Regions from separate parts of the Mus musculus genome. Here region 2 is linked to region 1. A link is a contact called in public ChIA-PET data. All regions are on one chromosome and are shown on one strand. Each heading gives the region's core, a stretch centred on a gene start, on an enhancer-like site or on the middle of the called end of the contact. The rest is flanking DNA. Distances are from core to core; before and after follow the strand shown. Region 1 holds the start of Becn1 (beclin 1, autophagy related). Region 2 overlaps Stat3 (signal transducer and activator of transcription 3).

Region 1 (5,649 bases), core at 1,626-4,125:
TAAGAGTCATATAGAAATAGTTTTCATGCGCTAGGCATTTACTTTAAAGGTATTTCAGAGACGAGAGCAAGGAATGGGTCTTCAGACCAGGTGTGTTGGCAATTGTTGAAACTAGGTGGCGGGCACACAGGGATTCATTATATACTTAAAACCTTTTAAAAGTTTTTAGAACTTTTTTAAAAAAATTATGTGTATATGTCACATAATTTTGGGGTGTGGGTTGTCCACATGTGGACAGGAAGAAGGCGTTGGGTTACCTGGACCTGGAGTTACGGGCAGTGTGCCTGTCCACTGGGAGTTAAACTCAGGTTCCTCTGGAAGAGCACTAAATGTTCCTAACCAGTGAACCCTCTCTGCAGGCCTATATCTTAAGTTTTTCCATCACAAAAGTTAGCATCCCTTTTCCCTAGAATAACTGGGAAGGAATAAAATAATTTTCTGGGAAGCTGTATGTAATCTGATTGTACTCATGTATCAAGGATGTAGGGCTAGGGATGTGGCTGAGTGACAGAATCCCTGGTATGGGAAGAGGACAGAGAGCCAGGTACAGTGGTACATGGCTATAATCCCAGTGCTTCAGAATCTGAGGAAAATCTTTTTTGTTTTGTTTTGTTGTTGTTGTTTCAAGACAGGGTTTTTCTATGTGGCCCTGGCTGTCCTGGAACTTACTCTATAGTCTCACTGGCCTCAAATTCAGAAATCTTCCTGCCTCTGCCTCCCAAGTTCTGGAATTAAAGGCGTGTGCTACCACTGCCGGGCTGAGTCTGAGGAAATTCAAGCATGTGTTTAAAGCAAGCCTCTGTTATATAAGACTCTACCTCAAAAACAAAACATCACCAACAAAGACACAGCTAATATTCATTCAATGACAATCTATTCAGCCGTTTTTTTTAAAAGCATGAACTCCTGTCATTAAGACTGAAGGACATACATTAAATGAGATTATCCAGGCCCAGTAAAGCAAGCACTGCCTGGTCTCACTCAGGTGTGGTGCATCTCATTTAAACTGAGAACAATATGATGGTTATACACAACAGACTGGTTAGACAGGAGAAAAGTTCTGCTCTACTGGACGGTGCTGACTATGGGTACCAATGGTGGACTGCACAGTCCCCAAAAGCCAGCAGGGACGATTAGAAATGTTTCAACCACAAGGAAACAAACAAACAAACAAAACGTTAGAAGAGACAAATGTGCCAACCCTGATTTGAACATCATTACATGTGTATTCAAACATCAAGTGGCACCCCCTAAATATATCAGGTTTTAAAATGTATGAACACTAGTTTAGAAACATGTAAAGCCGGGCATGGTAGCACACAGACCTCCTTTATTCCAACACTTGGGAGATGAAAGCTTTCAACACACAACATTAACCTTTAAAAATGAAAAATAAGCCAGGTGTGGTGGCGCACACCTTTAAGCCCCAGGACTCTGAAGGCAGAGGCAGGACAATCTAGCCAGGCAAGGGCTAGAGTGAAACTCTGTCTATACCAACAGCAAGAACAATGAAAATAATTTTTTTTTAAGGAGAAGAAAAATAAAGAGCTGGGCAGATCACTCAATAGCTTAGAGCACCTGTTGCTCCTGTAAAGGACCTAGGTTCGAGTCCTAGCCCTCACACGGTGGCTCACAACCACCTGTTAACTCCAGTTCAGGGATCTGACGCCCTCTTCTGGCCTCTCCCGGCATCAGGCATTCTCGTCATGGACAGATGTACATGTAAGCAAACCACCTATACACATAACTAATACTAATTATGAATAAAAATGAATCAAGGTCTAGGGAGCTATATACAACAAAGCCAAGGTTTCCATGCTAATGCCAGGCCCATGAACGTGTTTAAACTCGCTAATCACCTCTCTCACTCTCTTCTTCAGGCTTCAAGGCTCTCCTACACTTCACTGGACCTCAGGTAAGTATGCTCACTGATGGCTCTAACCTCAACTCGTCACCTGTAAGAGGATGCACCATGGCACTTCTCCTGTCCTTTTTATTTTTGGAAACAGGGTCTCATTCAATAGCGCAGGCTGGCCTGGAACTTGAGGCAGCTCCGGCGTCAGCCTCCTGAGTTGCTGCAGTTATAGATGTGAGCCACCAAGCCTGGTTTCCACGGGGACTGTTACAGGACACCTGATTGATACACTGGTAAATCTTCAAGAAATTCTGTTATATGTGAATACTCCTTCACTCTGGAGACACTGTCAGAGGTCTATTCCTGACGAGAAAACCGAAAGCCAGAGACCGCCACCTCAATGTCCCTAAAGTTGCCCACTTCCCTCCTTCTTGACCACCCCTTTCCTCGGATCCTGCTGACCTGTGAGTTCCTGGATGGTGACCCGGTCCAGGATCTTGAAGCTCGTGTCCAGTTTCAGAGGCTGGCTACAGCGCTGGCACACGAAGCTCACCTGCATGGTGCTGCTGGACGCCTTAGACCCCTCCATGCCTGCGACAGCGGAGAAAAGACGACGTTAAGAAGAATCGGCTCCTTTGAACCTCGGGCCCGAGGCTACCCGCTGCCTTGGTGGTGGAGGTGAAGAGGAAAATCCCGGTCCGCGCCGTTCCCTCTGGGAGTGGGATGACACCAAGAGGACCCGCTTCCGGGGCAGAGCCCAGCTAAGGCAGTCTAGTCTCCCGAGCGGGGAAACGGGGCACCAGAGTGGCCGCCAGGGACTCTAGGCTTCTTCCTAAGGTCTCACTTCAGGCCCCGACGCTCCTCACCTCAGGAGCCCGGAGCCCGCCACCCAGGCTCGTTCTACCGCGGGGGCACGGTGGCCTCGGGTCCGCCCCGGAGCGAGACCTCCAGAGTTCCCATCGCCCGGTCTTCAGCTACTTCCCGGTCGGCTAGCTGAAGACTTCCGCCCAGGACCAGAAGTGACGTCACGACGGGAGCTGACGCAAGGACCCCTGCTCCAGATCCCTGTTTACCCGGCTCGGAGCGCCATCCAAAGGCCGAGCGGGGAAGTGCAGCAGTGCCGACAGGTGGGCCGAAGCTGCCCACACTCTTCTGATTTAGACGGTCCACTCAAGATTTGTTACTTCCAAGTGGAGCCACTTCTATATTCCTTAGGGATCAGGGTGTTGTTTGTTTGTTTGTTTGTTTGTTTGTTTGTTTGTTTGAGACAGGGTTTCTCTGTGTAGCCCTGGTTGACCTGGAACTCGCCCTGTAGACCAAGCTGGCATCCACTTCACAGAGATCCACTTGCCTCAGCCTCCTAAGGGCTGTGATTAAAAGCGTGCACCACCACCTTCCGGCATGTGTGAGCTTTTAAAGTGTATTTTTGGGAGAGTCAAATTGTCTAAACCCTTCTGAGGGAGTGCGTTTGGCAGGATGGTAAATTTTATTGTTATATGTATGTATGTATGTGTATGTGTGTATGTATGTATATATGTTTGTATATGTGTATATAATAAAATGCAAATACATTAAAGGTGATAGTTATATGTATGTATATATGTGTATGTGTGTATTATGTATGTATATAACAAAATGTAAATAAATAAAAAGGTGACAGTGGAGACTGGAGAGATGGCTCAGCAGTTAAAAGCACCAACCGCACTTCCAGATGACCTGGATTAAATCAAATCCATCCACCCACATGGCAGCTCATAACTGTCTGTAACTCCAAGAACTGACACCACTATCACCACTTTCACACAGTCATCCATGTATGCAAAACACCAATGCATTTGTGGTGTGTGTGTGTGTGTGTGTGTGTGTGTGTGTGTGTGAGAGAGAGAGAGAGAGAGAGAGCTGGCTCCTGTGAGTATGTGTGTATCTGGAATCATATCCAAGGCCTCTCATATACTAAGCAAGTACTCCACCAATGAACTGTATGTCCAGCCCTACTTTGTAAGTTTAACATATGTGGGCTGCCAAGATGGCTCAACCTGTAAAAGTGTGTGCACCAAACGTGAGAGAGACCCTAAGGTCAATTCCTAAGGATCGGAGTAGGAGGAGATGAAGTTGACCTCCAAAGGAATTCCAGGGTATGGACTGCCCTCCACCACCACTAAGGATAATAAAAATAATTGAATGTTTTCCATGTTGCTCCAGTTTTGTTAATTAACATTCTCATTGCTGCAATACATCACAGCAGAAACGCACAGATTACAGTGAATTTCTTTATTGATGGAAACTTCCATTGCTTCCAATTTGGGTGGATACAATAATATCACAATGAGGAATTGACTTTGTCCTAGAACAGAACCTTATCATTAAAAGTACTGTAGACTTTGGAATCTTCTCTTTATTAACATTGGCAGTTGTTTTCAAAACAACTCATATTATATTCTGCCTCTAGTAATCCATTAAAGGGCCTGTTTTATGATGCCTTGCCCAGTATTGGATAAGATATATTTGAGGAACAATAGCAGACAATGGCAGTTCTCCATTCTTTTTTTTTTTTTTTTTTTGGTTTTCAAGACAGGGTTTCTCTGTATAGCCCTGGCTGTCCTGGAACTCACTTTGTAGACCAGGCTGGCCTCAAGCTCAGAAATCCACCTGCCTCTGCATCCCGAGTGCTGGGATTAAAGGCATGCGCCACCATGCTCGGCTCCAGTTCTCCATTCTTGTAATTGATATCACTGATTGCTGATAAGGTTGAAGAGTTTGTCATGTGGTCGCCCCTTGCAGTTCTTACAAATTATGTTCACATATTTGTATTTATTTATTGGATCATAACGTCTTTCTCAGGTTTTAAAATAAATGTTTATGGCCAGGGGTGGTGGTGCACGCCTTGAATCTCAGCACAATGGCAGGCTGATCTTCACAGTGGCCGGCCTGGTCCTCATAGTGAGCTCCAGGTCAGTCAGGGTTGCATGTTAAGTCTTTGGCACACAGATAAACACACACAGACACACAGACACATGTAGACATATATGTATACACAAACACATAGATACACAGAGAGAGAGACACACAGACATCCATGTACACACATACATACAGACACACACAAACACACACACGAGTAAATAAATTCTCATGAATGGTTTAGCTAGCTAACCTTCCTTCCTTCCATCCTTCCTTCCTTCCTTCCTTCCTTCCTTCCCTCCCTCCCTCCCTCCCTCCTTCCTTCCTTCCTCCCACCCATGCTTTTTTTTTTTTAAAAAAAAGGAGATCTCATGAATCCCAAGGATGACTTCAAACTCACCAGGCAGCAGAAAATGACTTGAACTTTTGACCCTCCTGCCTCTCTCTATCTTCTGAGTGCTGGATTAACAATTACATGACCCAGGCTTTCATAACTCAACCACCTGAGATACGCTGCAGCTATTTCCTTCCTTCCTTCCTTCCTTCCTTCCTTCCTTCCTTCCTTTCTTTCTTTCTTGTTTTGTTTTGTTTTGTTTTGTTTTGTTTTGTTTTGTTTTGTTTCGAGACAGAGTTTCTCTGTGTAGCCCTGGCTGTCCTGGACTCATTCTGTAGACCAGGCTGGCCTCAAACTCAGAAATCTGCCTGCCTCTGCCTCCCAAGTGCTGGGATTAAAGATGTGCACCACCACCACCCAGCCCCTAAATTATTTTCTAAATGTGCAGAAATTTTTCATGTTTCATTTGTTTTGTGGAGACAAGATCTTGTGTACCTCAAACTATTCTCAAAATTTCTCTCTGGGGCTAGAGAGAATAATAAAATGCTTACTCTTGGGC
Region 2 (5,649 bases), core at 1,840-4,339, 400 kb before region 1:
AAGGTCCCGAGTTCAAATCCCAGCAACCACACGGTGGCTCACAACCATCCATAAAAAAGATATGACTCCCTCTTCTGGAGTGTCTGAAGACAGCCACAGTGCACTCATAATAAATAAATAAACAAACAAACCTTTAAAAACAAACAAACAAACAACTAACACTAACCCAAACACTAAGGCTAACCCAGGCCCTCAGCCCGACTCTCCAGAGACAGACCTGGAAGGCAACCTCCAAACAACCTGCATCTTTCCATGAAGCTGAGGTGTTAGAAATCAAACCTAAGGATGTCTGCTTTTCCAGGTCTAAACTTAATAAGATCAAGAAAGATGGAAAACAGGGGCTGGAGAGATGGCCTATCAGTTAAGAGCACTGACTATTCTTCCTGAGGTCCTGAGTTCAATTCCCAGCAACCACATGGTGGCTTTACAACCATCTGTGATGGAATCTAATTCCCTCTTCTGGTGTGTCTGAAGAGAGTAATGGTGTACTCACATACATAAAATAAATAAATCTTTAAGGAAGGAAGGAAGGAAACAAGCAAGCAAGCAAGCAGGAAAATAAAATCTAAATGGCGGCTACTAAGACCCACTTGCCCAAACTTCATCAAATCGATTCTAAACAATCACTAATATAGATTTTCATAACAGGTACTCAAGCAAGACTTTACTCTTGGGGACAGGGTGGCTCTCAGGGACGTTTCTGAGATAGATAATGAGAAACAAATCCAGGCTGGGCAGACAGCCATCATCCCGGCAGGCGTTCTGTCCTGGCCTCCCTGCACACGCACCCCCGCACACGAGCCGCCTGGTTCTGGGAAGGCCTCACCTCTAGGTCAATCTTGAGGCCTTGGTGGTACACCTCAGTCTCGAAGGTGATCAGGTGCAGCTCCTCAGTCACGATCAAGGAGGCCTGCAACAGCATAAGGTCTCTCAGAGACACTGGCAGGGACACAACTCTGCCCTCTTTCTTCCACCCAAAGACCCAAGGACATGATCCTCACATATGCACTACATAGTACATAACCATATCTTACAATACACATTCAAGGCACGAAGAATAACAAAGCAATGAGCATCCAAGGATAAGCCACCCAGCTTACGTCCTTATTTGAGGGCCAGCAAGATGGCTCAGTGGGCAAGGGCATCTGCCTGCCAACCCGAGCCTCATCCCTGGGACCCACTTGGTGGAAGAAGAAACAAGTCCTTCAAGTGGCAACTTGACCTTCACATTCACACCATCGCACATGTGCGACCATACACAAACACAGACACACAGGAAGGAAGGAAGGAAGGAAGGAAGGAAGGAAGGAAGGAAGGGAGGGAGGGAGGGAGGGAGGGAGGGAGGGAGGGAGGGAGGGAGGGAGGGAGGGAGGGAGGAAGGGAGGATGGGAGGGAGGAGGGAGGGAGAAGGAGGGAGGGGAGAGAAAGAGGAAGGAGGAAGGAAGGGAGGGAGGAAGAGGGAAGGGAGGGGAGGGAGGGGAGAGAGAGGAAGGGAGGGAGAGGGAGGAGAGAGGGAGAGGGAGGGAGAGGGAGGAGGGAGGGAGAGGGAGGAGAGAGGAAAGGAGGGAGGGAGAAAGGGAAGGAAGGAGGGGAGAATAGGAAGGAATAAAGGAAGGCTTCTTAGGTTTCTTCTCTCTCTCCCTCCTTCCTTTTATATGCACTAGGGAGCAAACTCAGGGTCTCATGCATCTAAGTGCACCCCAACACTGAGCGATAGCCTAGCATTATCATCCCGCATAAGTTGCCATTATCACCGAGATTCCCCAGGTGAATCCCCCTTCTCTGCACTTTACTGTGTCTTTGTCTCTGCTGTCTCCCAGCTCCTCCCAACCGTGTTCATGGTTGTTTCTCCAAGCATGTGTACTTCACACAGTGAACTGCACTCTCAGTGTGTTCCTGCTCCTGACACCCCACCCCCACCTTGATGAGGGTCTGTGGTCCCGTGCAGGTCCCAGTTCCTCTTTCAGAGCTGTAGAGTACTCCACTGCCTACACCACAGCTCATGACCCCAGTGCTGAGAGATCTGAGCTGTGTCAATGACCAATGGCTGTGACTGTGTTATCTGTCCTTAGTTCACCTATGCAAAGCTTTCTTTACTGTTAATTCCTAAGACTGGAACTGCCGGTTTACAGGGTGTGCTCATTTTTATGCCAAGTCACTTTCTAAAGTGACTGTGATAACCTTCAGTGCCACACAAGCAGTCAAGCAATGTGGCTACCTGTGGTCATGAGCTGTGGTGTAGGCAGCAGAATACTCTACAGCTCTGAAAGAGGAACTGGGACCTGCACGGGACCACAGACCCTCATCAATTAGTACACAAATTACTGATGAATTCTCAGGAATGAATTTCCAGCTCTTTTACATGTATGTGCTGAATGACAGAATGATCTCAAACTCACAATTCCCCTGCCTCAGCTCCTGAGCACAGTTTGGTTGGTGGTTTTTTTTTGTTTGTTTTGTTTTGTTGTTGTTTTTTTTTCTGTTTAGCTCTGACTGGCTGACTTGATGTCTTCCTTTTGTCTCACCAGGCACTGAAAAGGGAGCCAGCTGGCAGGTAGTAGCAAGGGACTCTGGGAAGCCCCGGGCAATGTGGAAACTTCTTTTCTACCAGATGGGTGTGGGTAACAGCTTGGCGAGGGACTTCCCACTGCTGAAAGGGAGCCAACTCCCCAACACTCAGGGAAATGTTTCTCGCTAGAAAACTCCACAGCACCTGTGACTTCTGAGCATGTCACCCTGGCCCAGAGCGACCAACTTTTCTAAAGGACAAACATCTGAAGTAGTGGGTTAAAGTTTTAATTCTGGGTTGGAGAGAGGGAGAGAGGGAGAGAGGGAGAGAGAGAGAGAGAGAGAGAGAGAGAGAGAGAGAGAGAGAGAGAGAGAGCGAGAGAGCTTTCTCTTTCTTCCTCAAAGAAAGAAAACAATTGCTTTTAGCCCGAACAAAACTTACTTACATCACAATTGGCACGGCCTCCATTCCCACATCTCTGCTCCCTAAGGGTCTGGAAGAAAGGAAGAAGAAGGAGGCAAGTGTCACTTGAGGCTGTGCCAGTCTCTCCCCCCTCCTCTGCCACCTGGCCTGTGCCGCCTCCTCTCCCCTCGGACACCGACCAGGTGCTTGAACTCTGCAGACAGGCTGCCGTTGTTAGACTCCTCCATGTTCATCACTTTTGTGTTCGTGCCCAGAATGTTAAATTTCCGAGACCTAAATCATGGGAGAAAAACCAACACACAGTGAGCGCTGAGTAGCCAGAGGGTAAAGTTGGATGAGAAAGAACAAAAGGAGGCCCAACTTACCCTCTGAGGGCAGCAACATCCCCAGAGTCTCTGTAAAGAACACAGACAAGGGTTAATAAAAGCTGAGATTAGAGCCCCTCTTTCTTTCCAGAACCTACTCTGATGGAACATGCCTTTCGATGCTCAGTTACATTTTCGGTGTGAAACACAACTCTGTATGCACTTAAACAGTAGCCTTAGCTGGGGGCCTAACCACAGCTTCTTTCCCTTCCTAAGGAAAGCTCCATTCTCTCAGTAAGGGATGGCAGAGCCATCTATCTCCAGGGAACCCCGATCACTGCATTCATCAGAACAGAGGAAGCCACAGAGCAGGTGAAGACGGGGTCTGCCTTGTCTGTTTTGTCGGCTTTCCGAGACAGCGCTCTGTGTAGCCCTCCTGGCTGTCGTGGAACTTGCTCTGTAGACCTGAACTCAGAGATCACCTGCTTCTGCCTCCTGGGTGCTGGGATTAAAGGCCTGTTCTCAGCCAGACCAAGGAGGCAATAGCCTAGGCTGATCTTCTGTCCACAGCCATGAGACCACCTGGAAGGGAACCTGTCTACAGCTGGCACGGTAAGGATGGCACGGTAAGGATGGCATGGAAGACCCAGGGTTCCTGAAGACACCTGTGAGTCACCAGCCTCATCCTTAGGTACTTGCCCCAACTGCATTTCCAGTTACACGGGTGGTGAATTTCCTTATTATCGGAGCCACGCTGGGTTTTCCAGAAAGGTATGTTGTTACCAAAAACTGACACCACCTCCCACAAGGCAGCTGGAAATGCTATCCTCACGTGACCACTGCTGCCTGTCTCTGACAGGCCATCTTTTTATATTATGACATTTCTGTCTTTATCTTATTTCAGAACACTATTTTACAAGTTCTTCTTAGCCAGACTTGGTGTCAGATACCTTTAATCCTAGCACTGGGGAGCACAGGCAGGTGAGTCACTGTGAATTCAAGGCCAGCCAGGGTTGTAGAGTCAGACGCTCTCTCAAAATAAAACTAAGTAAAATTTCTTTTCCATTGCTATATTTTTACCTACAAATAGCATGTGTTGGTGGGTTTGTGGAAGAAGATTATTAACTTCAAACCAGTTCTCTTTCCATATACTCTATTTTCAAGCATTACTTATTTACACGTTTATTTTTCAGTATGGGGGTTGAACCCGGGCCTCGTGCATGCGTGCGTGCTAGGTGAGCCTGCAATACTGAGCTGCACACACTCAAACTTTTCTTTTCAATGCTTCAGGCAAACCGGGCAGGGTTTGCAAGGGTTTTGAACACAGCTGTTCACAAAAAGAAGATCCCTGAATGGAGACATCTCTAAAGTCAAATGTCTGTCCAAGTTCTTGCTTCTCCATCCCTCATTTGAAAACAAGAGTTAGGCTTAAGAATACGGATTGGTAGCCTACAGAACGGGATTTTTCTTTTAAACCAACTACATATCCAATAGAGGACAAATGCCCGAAAAGAATTTTAAGAAAATAAATATCAAGAAAATACAGACCAGTTAGAAATGGGGTACAGATCTAAACAGAAAATTCTTAATAGAGGAAACCCAAGTGGCTGAGAAACAGAGAAATGTCCAACATCCTTAGGATCAGGGAATGCAAATCAAACTGCTGTGAGAGTCTATCATATGCCTAACAGGATAGTTAAGATCAACACAAGTGACAGCTCATGCTGTCGAGGATGTGGAGTAAGGGCCACCATCACATATTGCTGGTGGGAATGCAAGCTCATGCAGCAACTATGGAAATCAGTATGGCCGCTCCTCAGGAAGACGGGAATCCATCTACCTCAAGATCCAGTTAGACCACTCTTGGGCACATACCCAAAGGATGCTTCATCCTACCACAGACACTTGCTCAACCACGTTCACTGCTGTTCTCTCCATACTAACCAGAAGCTGGAAACAACCTAGATGTCCCTCAACAGAAGAATGAATAAAGAAAATGTGGTACATTTACATACGGAGTATTACTCAGCCATTAAAAAAAAAAAAAAGAAACTTGCAGGCAAATAGATGGAACTAGGAAAAAAAAAATCTTCCTGAGTGAGGTAACCTAGACCCAGAAAGACAAATGTGGTGTGTACTCACTTATGTATGGATATTAGCCATTAAGTCAATGATAACCAAGCTGCAATCCTTAAGAACCACAGAGGGTGAATACAGACTAAGGAACTACAGAGAACAAATAGATCTAATTAGGAAAAAAGAAATAGAAGGGGTTCTGGATAGATGAGGGATTCTGGATAGATGAGGGATTCTGGATAGATGAGGGATTCTGGATAGACGAGGTCTGAACTTGGAGGAGCAAATGGGGAAGCCGAGGGGAGAGGAGAGCTGGTGGTGGGAGGGAACAATGGG

What was found. ChIA-PET counts read pairs in DNA pulled down with a chosen protein or histone mark.
Region 2: a contact with region 1 is called in an RNA polymerase II ChIA-PET map of memory CD8 T cells, with 8 read pairs. The contact joins the enhancer-like site here to the promoter of Becn1 in region 1. A contact is called at or near these places in 2 of 39 promoter capture datasets (the SN4741 cell line and liver), 1 of 115 datasets of contacts at active chromatin or transcription factors (memory CD8 T cells) and 1 of 9 other capture datasets (pancreatic islet).

The regions. Positions count from the first base shown.
Region 1 is chr11:101,299,411-101,305,059 of GRCm38.p6, forward strand. It overlaps Becn1 (beclin 1, autophagy related), which reads right to left and starts at 2,876. Exons shown (of 12, transcript NM_019584.4): 1 at 2,722-2,876; 2 at 2,318-2,446. The coding sequence starts at 2,444.
Region 2 is chr11:100,895,497-100,901,145 of GRCm38.p6, forward strand. It overlaps Stat3 (signal transducer and activator of transcription 3), which reads right to left. Exons shown (of 24, transcript NM_213659.3): 12 at 3,298-3,327; 13 at 3,112-3,205; 14 at 2,955-3,002; 15 at 827-910. Among named protein-coding and RNA genes, the nearest start is that of Stat5a, 39 kb to the left of the region's middle. Within about 2 kb of position 3,090, at least 58 of the 459 cell types and tissues checked have an H3K27ac peak or open chromatin away from gene starts, as enhancers often do. A contact at or near this core is called in memory CD8 T cells, where this site is marked.